2 separate regions of the Triticum aestivum genome follow, and region 1 is linked to region 2. The links are chromatin contacts, called in public Hi-C maps. All regions are on one chromosome and are shown on one strand. Each heading gives the region's core, a stretch centred on a gene start, on an enhancer-like site or on the middle of the called end of the contact. The rest is flanking DNA. Distances are from core to core; before and after follow the strand shown.

Evidence for each region. Hi-C and Micro-C count contacts between places; a contact is called where the count stands out from the background.
Region 1: a contact with region 2 is called in a Hi-C map of leaf, with 4 times the contacts expected there. The contact joins the enhancer-like site here to the promoter of LOC123098181 in region 2. A contact is called at or near these places in 2 of 5 Hi-C or Micro-C datasets (both in leaf).

What each region holds. Positions count from the first base shown.
Region 1 is chr4D:400,994,984-401,000,700 of IWGSC CS RefSeq v2.1, forward strand. No RefSeq gene overlaps it. Among protein-coding and RNA genes, the nearest start is that of LOC123098182, 14 kb to the right of the region's middle. Within about 2 kb of position 3,433, at least 7 of the 8 cell types and tissues checked have an H3K27ac peak or open chromatin away from gene starts, as enhancers often do. A contact at or near this core is called in leaf, where this site is marked.
Region 2 is chr4D:400,853,095-400,858,728 of IWGSC CS RefSeq v2.1, forward strand. LOC123098181 (allene oxide synthase 2) reads right to left here and starts at 3,725. Exons shown (of 1, transcript XM_044520096.1): 1 at 1,874-3,725. The coding sequence starts at 3,592. The coding sequence ends at 2,144.

The sequences.
Region 1 (5,717 bases), core at 2,183-4,682, 140 kb after region 2:
AGCTTATCTCCGTCTATTTAGCGTGCCAAAATAATACTAGTGGGAGGGGTTGCTATGGGGACTGCATTGATCTGTAACGTTGTGAGAATTAGCTTTTTTGTTTGGGCGACGATACAAATTGGGCACGCTTTAGAGCAACTCTATCAGACCTCGCATTTTGCTGATCTATAAATTGTGTTTGCAGGTCGCACGGAGCGCTTATGCAGGTTGAAAATTGCCGCGGCAGACTAGAAACCGCAAACAAACCCGTAATTTTTAAAAAAAGTTGTTTCGCGCGAGAAATTTAAGCAGCAGCTCGCCGGAGCTCGCTCGCATAGATGGTTCTTCTTCGCATAATAAGTTTGTACACGCCACATACATACATATTAAAGGTCAGAGATGCTAGACAGGGCCTACGCTACCGCACCACTACAACAAAATTAAGCTCAGCGGAGCTCCTGCGGTAGCTGCCCACCAGCGGCGATCAGTCGGAGTCGGAGTTGATCTCGATGTAGAGCTTCGCCTGCTCCGCCTTCATTACGTGCAGGTCAGCCTCCTTCGATGCATGCGCCTGCGATGCCGTGACGCCCGTCTCGACGAAGAGCCGCTCGTACTCGAGCTCGCGCCGGATGCGCTTTTCCATCTCCTCCTGATCCCTCGCCGACCGCTCGAGGAGCTCCTCCTGCCCCAGGGGGAGGTAGTCCTCGGGTCCGATGACGCCTCGGCGCGGCGGCGCATCAGGCACGGCCTCCTCCGGTTCCCTCTTCACCGGAACGAGCCGCGAGCTCGATGCGCCCGCGGATGAGCACCCCGCGGATCCGTGGCCGGATGAGCTCCCCGCGGACCAGTTGCCGGAGGAGGCGTGGCGGCGACGGCCGCGCTCGAGCTCGAACTACTCGAGCTCGCGGCGGTTGAATGTCGGCGGCGGCTGGGCACCGTGGTTGAGCCACCAACGCGCCCCCCGCTTGCGCGGCGTCAGATCTGGCGCAACGGAGGCGCTCCGCCTCATCCCCCGAGTCGTCCATGGCGGTCCAAGGCTCGCCGGCGGGGACAAATCGAGCGGCGCGGTGTCGAATTGGAGGGGAACGCGGTTGCGGGGGGATAGGGTTTCGACCCGAATCTGCCCCGCAAAACCCGCAGTTATAGTGGCTCGGGGGTAGTGTTTGCGGGCTGAGGCAAAAATATTTACGGGCCTTACCATGGGCGTGTTTGGTTGCCCGCATAAGGTCCAACCAGGCCCGCGCGGGAAGGATCCGGCCTGTTTGGTAGCCTGCATACACTATTGGGCCTGCATCGCACGCTTCTTAAAGCACCTCTGGGCCTGGCTCACTGGAAACCCAGGAATCGGCAGTTTCTCTCGAGCCAGGCCTAGCGGGCCCGTGCATGAGGAGAAACGGGAGGGATGCGAGCGGTTTACGTGGTGTCTTCTTCAACCTCCATTAAGCTCCTCTCTCTCTAATCTCCTCTCTTCCATGTCCCTCTAATCTACACAACGGTGCTTCGATTCGAGGTAAGCTCTACACAAAAAAGATGCACATCGATGCTACGGTTCCATTCAGGTGATCGTTTTGTAGTTTCGTCGACCGTACATGCTCAATCTCTTGTTCCCGTTTGGAGCTGTTTTGGACGAATTTTGTCAGATTCGTCGCACACGATCGATTGTTTGAAATTTCCTTTAACCAACAGCCTAATCTCGCCGTTCTGCACAACATTCGTGTTGCAAGTTTCCTGTTTCGACGATAGTAGACGAGAAGATCTATATATTTCTCATGGCTGCACATATGGATATGTGTACTGTGATTTAAGACACTGCTTAATTATTCCTCTGGTCGGCGTGGTTTCTCTCGGTCTCCTCTCTCGGATCTTGCTGCGGTAGCGTCATCGTCGCCGTCGTTCATCTCGGCCTTCTCTGCATGATCCTACTGCAGTTCAGCCGCCATGGCGCGCACACTGACGGAGTTCTTCTCCTCTGTTCTCTGCCACCGACGGGGTCGATCATCTCGGCCTCCTCCCTCTCGTCCCACTACACTGGAGTCGTTCTGGCGTCGATCATCTCGGCCTCCTCTCTCGTCCTACTGCACGGACGATACCATGGGGCGAGCACTGCATTCTCTTCCTCTGCCCACTGTCTTTGCGCGAGCACCGCGACTAGTTCGTCGACGGTGTCGCTCGCCGTGCCGCCGACGGGGTCGCTCGTCTTGTCGGACACGGCGCCATGGCCACTATCCACCACAGTCGCCATGGTCCGGCGCACACTGCATTTCTTCTCCCACTTCCTCTCCTATCTCTTAACCCTGTGTGCTAAGTGGAAGTGCTAGCTCTTAATCATACCACATGCGGGCAACCAAACAGCGTGTAGTTGCATGCGCCGAGACAATGCAGGCAACCAAACAACGTGCCAAAGTTGATCCTCTAATGCAGGAAGTTCATATGCAAGCAACCAAACAACTCGCAGATGTCGCATATGAGGCTGTTTTTCCATAGCCAAGCTGGGTTGAGATGTCTATGCAATGCAACTACTATTCACTACGGCAATCAAACACGCCCATGTTCATAGGGTATAATTAAACGTACGTCTTGATCATCGATCAATAGAATCAGCAGTTCTTTCTCAATCTTCACATCTCAGTCACATGTGACAATTACTCCTCTAGCGGTATGCTTTTGAGTGGCATGTGCGTTGTTCCCTGTTTCGCCAACGCAGCATTGCATGTACCGCTAGCTCGATGTGGACTTGAGCGCGGCTGCCTTTGATGCATGCATGGCCCTTGATCGTTGCAACGTACCCTGATGGATCAATATGGACTTGAGCGTGACATTATTTGTTGGTTGGACCTTACAAACTGTGCCATATATAATTAGGGGCGGGCTACGTGCATCACTGATCGATGCAGATGCCGAGAGGGCATGCGATCACACTTTTCAACGGAAGATGGGAGGTGTGAACCAACTTGTGGTTGGATGGTTAGACGGACAGTGATATCCCTAGTCCACTAGAGTTCAAGTCATAATGTTTGCATTATTTTTAAATTTATTTTAGAATTTCCGGCGATACGCTTTCAGTGGGAGCAGATGTTGCCGTAGACGACGAGGCATCTACTGTGACTTCAAAAATCTCAAGATGATACGCCGGCTCGGTCTCTAAGATGCTCATAGGGATAGGGTGTGCCTGTGTGCATTCATAGAGATGAGTGTATGCGTGTATGTACGAGCGCTTGCATCTGTACTGTATTAAAAAAAAGCTACCGTGACATACACGTTTTATGTTTTCCATTTCGCTTGGGCGACGTGTGCCGATCGACCAGCGGCCGGGCTAAGGCAAACGTCCACCAACATGTGAATCTGCTTTCGCGCGTCGATCGATCGCTTTCGCGCCTCAACCACACGGGACCGCGACCGAAGCCAACCTTGTTTGTTAGCCGCGCGCATCGATATATAGGCGTGGCGATAGCGCGCGCCATCCTGTCACGGTGCCCCGACGACGGGGACAGGGATAGCGCCGGACAGATGAAGCCGGACGGCCAGCGGCCGCGTCGTCGCATGCAAGGCCAATTACAGATGCCCTCATTTTTGGCCCGATCGATACGTGTTGCCATGGTCCACGATCGGCTACAGTAAAGAGATTGCATTGCATGTGTAATGTAAACCTAAACCATGTTGCCTGGCCGCCTAGCTAGGGTGCACGTCAGCGCGTACGACTGTTCTCGGGACCGTCAGTTTTTGTTTGTTTCACCGGAGAACATATTTTCCACACTTGCACGGGACGGGACGGGACAGGGTGGGTTTACGGGCACATTTGTTGAGTTTCTTTTTTTTTTTAGAATTGTTTGGATTGCTTACTGAGTTTCTGTGGCGTGCATGGATCGTTCGTCGTACCCTTCCGGTGGCGAATACCACGAGGCGAGCCGCGTGGACGCGCTGGATCTGCGTGGAAATGTCACGGTGTATACGCGTGGCCGGCACGTGCTCTCTCCCGGCCGAGTAAGGAATTGACCCCGTCGTAACTTTTTATCTGGAACACGAATAGTAAGCCGAGCGACCGAATGTTATCGGGAGACCGGGTTTACTTTTCCCCTGGCTACACCCTTCGTGGAAGAATTGGTCAATGAGTTCCAGATGATCATCTCTTTTCTCCGTCTGCACGTCAACTTGATCGAATCAATGGCTTGTCAACATGGCGTCTGAGTAGACTAACGAGTTTCATTTACAGATTGCTCGGAACCGACGCAAAAGGAAAAGGAAAGAGCAGAGCAAGAAGAGACCAAAATCGTACGTTTTCTTTTCTTTGGTGTAAGTAATCGTACGTCCTAATGTCAACTTCAACCGTCGATGCTAAAACGGACGATCATTTTGTCTGAATTTTATTTGTTTGGGTTGGACAAACGGACGACCGTGTTTAATTTTAACCGTCCTACTGCTAGCGCACCCAACCAGGCGGCTGCATCACAAATTGTCCGACTTACACTCTGAAAAAAAGGATGGCCACACATTTAAAAACATACAATAAACTTAATTAAACATCACTATAAAATTAAAACCGTTCAAACAAGTCCGGATCGCACATTAAACTTAACATAAAAAAACATAAAAAGATAAATCTGACACTGTCGTCGGCACCGTCTTTATGCGCCGTTGTCCTACTCGTTGTCGTCCTCGGTGAGGTCGACATACGGCGCTGGCTACCAGATATGGGCAGGCGGCTGCATGGCCGGAGGTGCCTGCACAACCTCTTCCCGCGGCGAGGACGACGACCACGCCTCAGCGCCCACCCACGAGGGCGGCATGGGCATGTACTCCGGCGTGCACGACACCATGTCCGTCCACGCCCACCTCTGCCCCACCATTGCCGCAAACCGTGGGTCGATGGCATCCTCCTCCTTGACCACCTCCTCCTCGACCAGCTCCTCCTTGGCGGCCTGCAGCTCCGGGAGGATGGCAATGTCGCCGACATCTCAGAGAGAACATCATCTCCTCGAGCCCCTCCCATTGGGCCTCATCATGGTTGTGAATGGAGTCCTCAAGAACGCGTCGTACGAGATCCTCCTCCTCCTCGACGGTCATGGGAGGTGGTGGTGGCGGAGATGGCGGGGGGGGGACGTCGGGGTCCCGCGGACGCGCGTAAGACCGCGCTGCCAGAGCGCGCCCGTGGCGGGCTACCGGCGAAGTAGGACTGCCTCCGCGGGTCGTGCTCGTCCCGGAGCCATGTATTCCACAGGGGCGAGTCCACGGCGTACCTGGACTCGTGGTGGAGGTCGGGGGGGCAGGCGGGCGCAGCGGCGGTTGATCTCCTCACGGAAGCGCGGTCACCGACGGGGATCGAAGGGATGGGCACGTGGTCCCCAAGAGGCGCCGGTAGTTGGGAAGGTGCACGTCACTCCACGACAGTGGCGTGCCCGTCTCCCAATACCACTTACAGAATCTCCGCCTTCACATATGGTCGTACGCTAGGCTCAGCCGCAGACGGCGTGATGCTGAACGCTAGAGGAGCTGGAGGAGGGATGGAGCGGCTACGGTTGCGGCCGGTGGAGGACCCAGCCTCACGATCGTGCTTCGCCTTGCTGGAGATTCAATGCCAGCCCATGGTCGCCGCCGGCAATGTGGAGGGGAGGAGGCGGCCGGAGCTAGAGTTTGGGCGTCTCGGGTTTTGAGGAGGCGCATGTCGCGGGAGTGAAAGTGTGGACTCGCCGGTCCACGACTTCCACATTAAAAAGGATGAGGACCGGTAGCCCGGGTGGCTG
Region 2 (5,634 bases), core at 2,475-4,974:
CGCCTTCGAGCCAGGCGAGGAGACAGGGGTCTTCTTTGACAGTGGAGCTGGGAGGTCATGGCAACCCGGGGCCGCTGGCGATTTGGCGACGGCGTGCCCTTCCTCGCCGTCCGTAATGCTGCTCCTGTGCTGACATTCTCCTTCTCCCTGGTGATTTGTATGCGATTGAGGACCTACATATCCCCGAGCTGCGTGCTTCCTTGTTCGATCCTTTAGCTGGGTGTGTGTGAGGCTTGTGTGCTGTTGTCCAGCGCCTCTGTATCTTGTCGTTTTTCGCTTTCTTGTGTTGGTTTCGAGTTTGTAATCCTGGCCGGTCGATGGCTTTGTTAATTCAAAGCCGGGCTCTTCTGGAGCCTTCGTTCTAAAAAAAACATGCAGCATTCTATCATAAACAAAAGACATCCAGCTGATAGGAGGATGCATGCAACAAGTTCCCCTCCTCTTCCTCTCCATCACAGCCCCGGTGGTCTGCGTGGAGTGAGTCAAATCTTGCCTAAACACAAGGGACCTTGGCGTTGGTTCTTTCTCATCGATTATGGACGTGTTTGTTACCTACATACACCTTAATCAGGCCCGCGCGGAAAGGATTCGGCCTGTTTGATAGCTCGCATACACTGTTGGGCCTGTATGGCACGCTTCTTAAAACATCTCTGGGTCTGACTTGCTGGAAACACTCAGATTGGCAGTTTCTTGTGAGCCAGGCCGAGCGGAAGCGCGGCCAGCTGGCCCTGCACCAGGAGAAACGGGAGGGATGCGAGGTGTTTAGGTGGTGTCTTCTTCAACCTCCATTAAGCTCCTCTCTAATCTTCTCTCTTCCATGTCCCTCTAATCTACACAACAGTGCTTTGATTCGAGGTAAGCTCTACACGAAAAAGATGCACATCGATGCTACGGTTCCATTCAGGCGATCGGTTTGTAGTTTTGTCGACCCTACATGCTCAATTTCTTGTTCCCGTTTGGAGCTGTTTTGGACGAATTTTGTCAGATTCGTCGCGCACGATCGATTGTTTGAAATTTCTTTTGACCAGCAGCCTAATCTTGTAATTCTGCACAACATTCATGTTGCAAGTTTCTTGTTTCGACGATCGTAGACGAAAAGATCTACATATTTCTCATGGCTGTACATATGGATATGCGTGTTGTGATTTAAGATACTGCTTAATTATTCCTCTAGCCGGCGTGGTTTCTCTCGATCTCCTCTCTCGCGTCTTGCTGTGGTAGCATCATCGTCACCGTCGTTCATCTCGGCCTTCTCTCCATGATCCTACTGTAGTTAAGCCGCCATGGCGCGCACACTGACGGGGTTCTTGTCCTCTGTTCTCTGCCACCGTCTGTCCACTGTCTTTGCGCAAGCACTCCAACTAGTTCGCCGACGGGGTCGCTCGCCCATGACTTCGTGCTCTTCATGTCGGACACGGCGCCATGCTCACTGTCCACCGCACTCGCCATGGTCCGGCGCACACTGCATTTCTTCTCCCCCTTCATCTGCTAGCTCTTAACTCTGTGTGCTAAGTGCAAATGCTAGCTCTTAATCATACCTCATACGTGCAACCAAACACCGTGTTCATATGCCGCTTGGGCCAATGCAGTCAACCAAACAAAAATCACTTGCGTATTACCTAATGCAGGGACCCTAGATGCAGGCAACCAAACAACTTGCAGATGTCCATATGATGCTGTTTTTTTAGAGCCAGGCTGAGTGAAGAAATATATGCAATGCAACTACTGTTCACTACTGCAACCAAACACGCCCTATGCTACTTTAGGTTTCTAGGGTGAGTGGCTGTGAATGCAAGCCCGCGTTGCGTATGTGTACAAAAGAGAGGTCTCTCACGTTGACTCACCGCAAGGTCGTCCCTTTTACCGTACGTCAAGAGTAGGAATCTTGAATCTTATTACAGGAAAGTACGGCTTATTACACTGGGCAAGATTGCGAAAAGTAAAACACGCACACACATACACAAGGGCACCATGCAGCGAAGCAACCGAACAAGGTGCATGCATGACTGACTCGTTCTAGGAGTACTATATAGCGAGGCACGTACGTACGTGCGTGCTGACGGGGACGATTGACGGCTGCTATGAGAGAGCTGCTGCCGTACGTTAATCCGTTGTCGCCGATGACCGGTGCAGGTTTTAATTTTTAAACAGCGCTCTCGGGACCGGACGTGGCCTTGGTGACGCCGGTGAACTCAACCTTGGTGCCCAGCAGGTCGACCCCGACGTCGGCGGTGAAGGTGTCGTACCGGAGGAACAGCTCCACCACCAGGAGCCTGCCCACGAGCACCACCAGGTTCTTGCCGGGGCACTGCTTGTTGTCCACGCTGGGGCTCTCGGTCTCCCGCCCGTTGGACCAGTACACGTACTGCAGCAGCTTCCTCCCCTCCTCCCCGACGAACCGGTCGCCGACGAACTCCCTCGCCGTGGAGCCGAAGACGCGGGGGTCCCTGGTGGCGCACGGCTGGTACCCGAACAGCATCTCCCCCTTCTTCACGGCGAACACCGCGTCGTGGCTCTCGATGTTCATGTCCGCCTTGGCGCGGCCGTACTGGAACTTGACGGGCGGGTCCAGCCGCAGCGCCTCCCACACAGCCGACTTGGTCAGCTCCATCTTCTCCAGCGCCTCTATCGTCACCTTGCCGCCGGCGTCAGCCACGGCGGCGCGTATCTCCGCGACGAGCTTCTGGTGGAACTTCTCTCCGGCCCCCGCGATGCGCGCGAGGATCCCCGGGAGCAGCACCTTGAGGCCGCCGTAGCTGTTGAAGACGGTGGCGAACAGCAGGTTGTGGCATGCCTCGTCCCGCTTCAGCCCGAGGCCCTCGGCGGTGTCGAGCGCCTTGGTCGCGGCGGCGTAGAAGTACTTGTACAGCGCCTTGTAGTCGCCGCTGACGAGGATGGGCGGGAGGTGCACGGTGTGGAGGAGCGGCTCCTCGAGGATCATGGGGAGGCCGAGCGTCACGAGCGGGTGGAGCTGGAATATGAGCCACTTGGCGGCCTTGGTCGGGCCGGTGGTGCCTAGGTCAGACGCGGAGGGGAGCACGCCGAAGTAGGCGTCGCCGATGAACTCGAAGGAGGTGGCGTCGTTGAGCGTGTTGAAGTTGGACTTCTTGCTGAGAACGAGCTGCGACTCGACGGTGGCGAGGAGCGAGGAGAAGTGGGAGCGGAAGGCCGGGATGAAGGCGTCCTTGCGGGAGGCGAGGAGGGAGAAGAGCAGCTGCTTGACCTTGGTGTGGGTGGGCTCGGAGGGGTCGAGGTAGGAGCAGACGCGGAAGCCGCCGGTGAGGGAGGTGGAGGGCATGTAGGTGCCGGTGAAGAGGTTCTTCTTCTCGACCTTGTCGACGTCGAAGAGCACGGGGAAGCTCTTGGCGTCGAGCACGGCGACCACGCGCGGGTCGCGCGCCATGAACGGGCCCGGCGGGACGTTGATGCGGACGACGGTGGAGCCGTACTTGTCGACGCGGGACTCGAAGTACTTGTCCTGGCCCTGGAAGTAGTAGAAGTCGAGGCGGTCGCGGATGGCCGAGACGAACGGCATGCCGTAGCTGCCCGGCACCTCCCGCGGCACCAGGGAGCCCTCGTCGCCGCCTGCCATGCCGCTCCGGTTCGTCTAGCTCTGCTGCTGGCTGGTTTGGTTTGGAACTCTGGATCTCGCGCTCTCGATGCAGACAAGATTGGAGCGAGGAGGCTTTGTCTGTGTGTTGCGATTTGCGGATGAAGCTCTGGGTTGGGCGTACAAATAGCCCGCGGAGAAGAGATGGAGCGATCATGCAGCGTGCATGGCATGGCTGACAGTGACCGCACGCGCGTGTTGCCCGTGCCGTGCAGGGTGGGCCAAGGGACAAGTCCCGGGCGGTGAAATGTGGACGGGATCAAATCAATAGTTGTTGCACCGTTCACCTACTCACCCGATCTAGGCGCGCGGCGCACCCGGCCGCATTTGCTGCGACTCCGTTGCTTCGGAAATGATATGGTTAGGTAGGTGATACAACGAGCAGGTGTGGTGCAATGAGACTGTTATGGATAAGATTAATTAGGATTAAGGGACGCATCACATTGCCAGTTGCTTGAAATTTTCAACTTTTTTAGCCGTGGGAGGGACACATGCATCTACTAGTAGCGTTGCGTTAGTACCGATTCCAAGGCTACTCATCGATGATAGAATTTTTTTAACAAGGTACAGACGCAAGCGCTCGTACACACGCGCATACACTCATCCCTATGAATGCACACACGCACACCCTATTTTTATGAGCATTTCCGGAAGACTGAGCCGTCATATCATCTTGAAATTTACGAAGTCATCGTAGGCACCTCGTCGTCGACGGGAACGTCTCCTCCCCCTAGATACGCATTGCCGAAAGTCCTGAAATAAATCCAGAAATAAATGCGAGCACCAGGATTTGAATCCTGGTGGGCTGGGATACTACAGTCCCTCTAACCATTCAACCACAGGTTGATTGGCACTCATCGATGATGATGATGGGTACTAGTAGTATCAACTTAGTTTCCACGTGCCCTAAAAAAACTTAGTTTCCACGTACGTCATCGGTTGCAATTAGGAACATCGGGTTAAGCGTCGCCACAAATTTGACCCAAGAAGCCGCCAAGTCCGTCCACAATCACCTGCCACGCCCGTCCAAACTCCACCTTCCGTCCTTACCAAAAAAATTAATAATACAGCAGTAATTCAAGAATACACTTTTTTTAAAAATGAGTTTTAAGTTTCTTACGTTAAATTGAATAGTAATGCGCAATTGCAACATCAAACTGCCACCGCATACAGGGGCGGCTCTTTGAAGATGAAATAGGGTCTTTCCCGCATATCCTTCGTTTCGGTGGTGTTTCTAGCATCGTTGGAGGATGTGTGTAGGTTTGTCTTTAGCGGATCTCGCGGGATTCGACCGGCTTTTATTTTCGGAGTATCCACCTAGATCTAGTCTCTGTTCATCTGTGCTCGTGTGTCTATAGGTTGGATCCATCCGATCTACTAATCTTTTCATCCCTGGCGGTTGCTATTCTAGTGCGGTGGTCCTGTAGGGCCTTTCAAATTTGAATTGGCATGGCTGCATCAGGATGGTTTTGTAGACATAATCAAGAATGTTTGGGAGGGACCCGCCGTTGGTCGTACACCGATTCAGAGATGAGATTATAAAATAAGGGTCATGAGGCAACACCTCTCTGGATGGGCGAAACACACCAATGAATTGTACAAAAAAGAAAAGCAGCGACTCTGTACCATCATTGACGACCTCGACAAAATTGCAGAGACACGCACCTTATCTCAACAAGAGATTGAATTGAAAAATCAATCTAATGAGAAGGTTGCCCATCTATTGTGCGAAGAGGATATCAAATACTACAAGAGGTCCAAAGCTGACTTCATCCTAATGGGAGATAGTAATACAAGATACTTCCAATTGGTCGCCAATGGTCGACATAGGAAGAAATGTATTCATAGTCTCCAATAAGATGAGGTGCGGATCAAATGTCAGGAGGAGCTCAAAAAGTATATCACCAGCTACTACAAATCTCAATTCGGGGCGCCAGATGAAGGGAATGCCACCTTGACGAGGCTCGAACAGGTGATATTTCACAAGTCACGGTGGAAGATAACGATATCCTCATGACACCTTT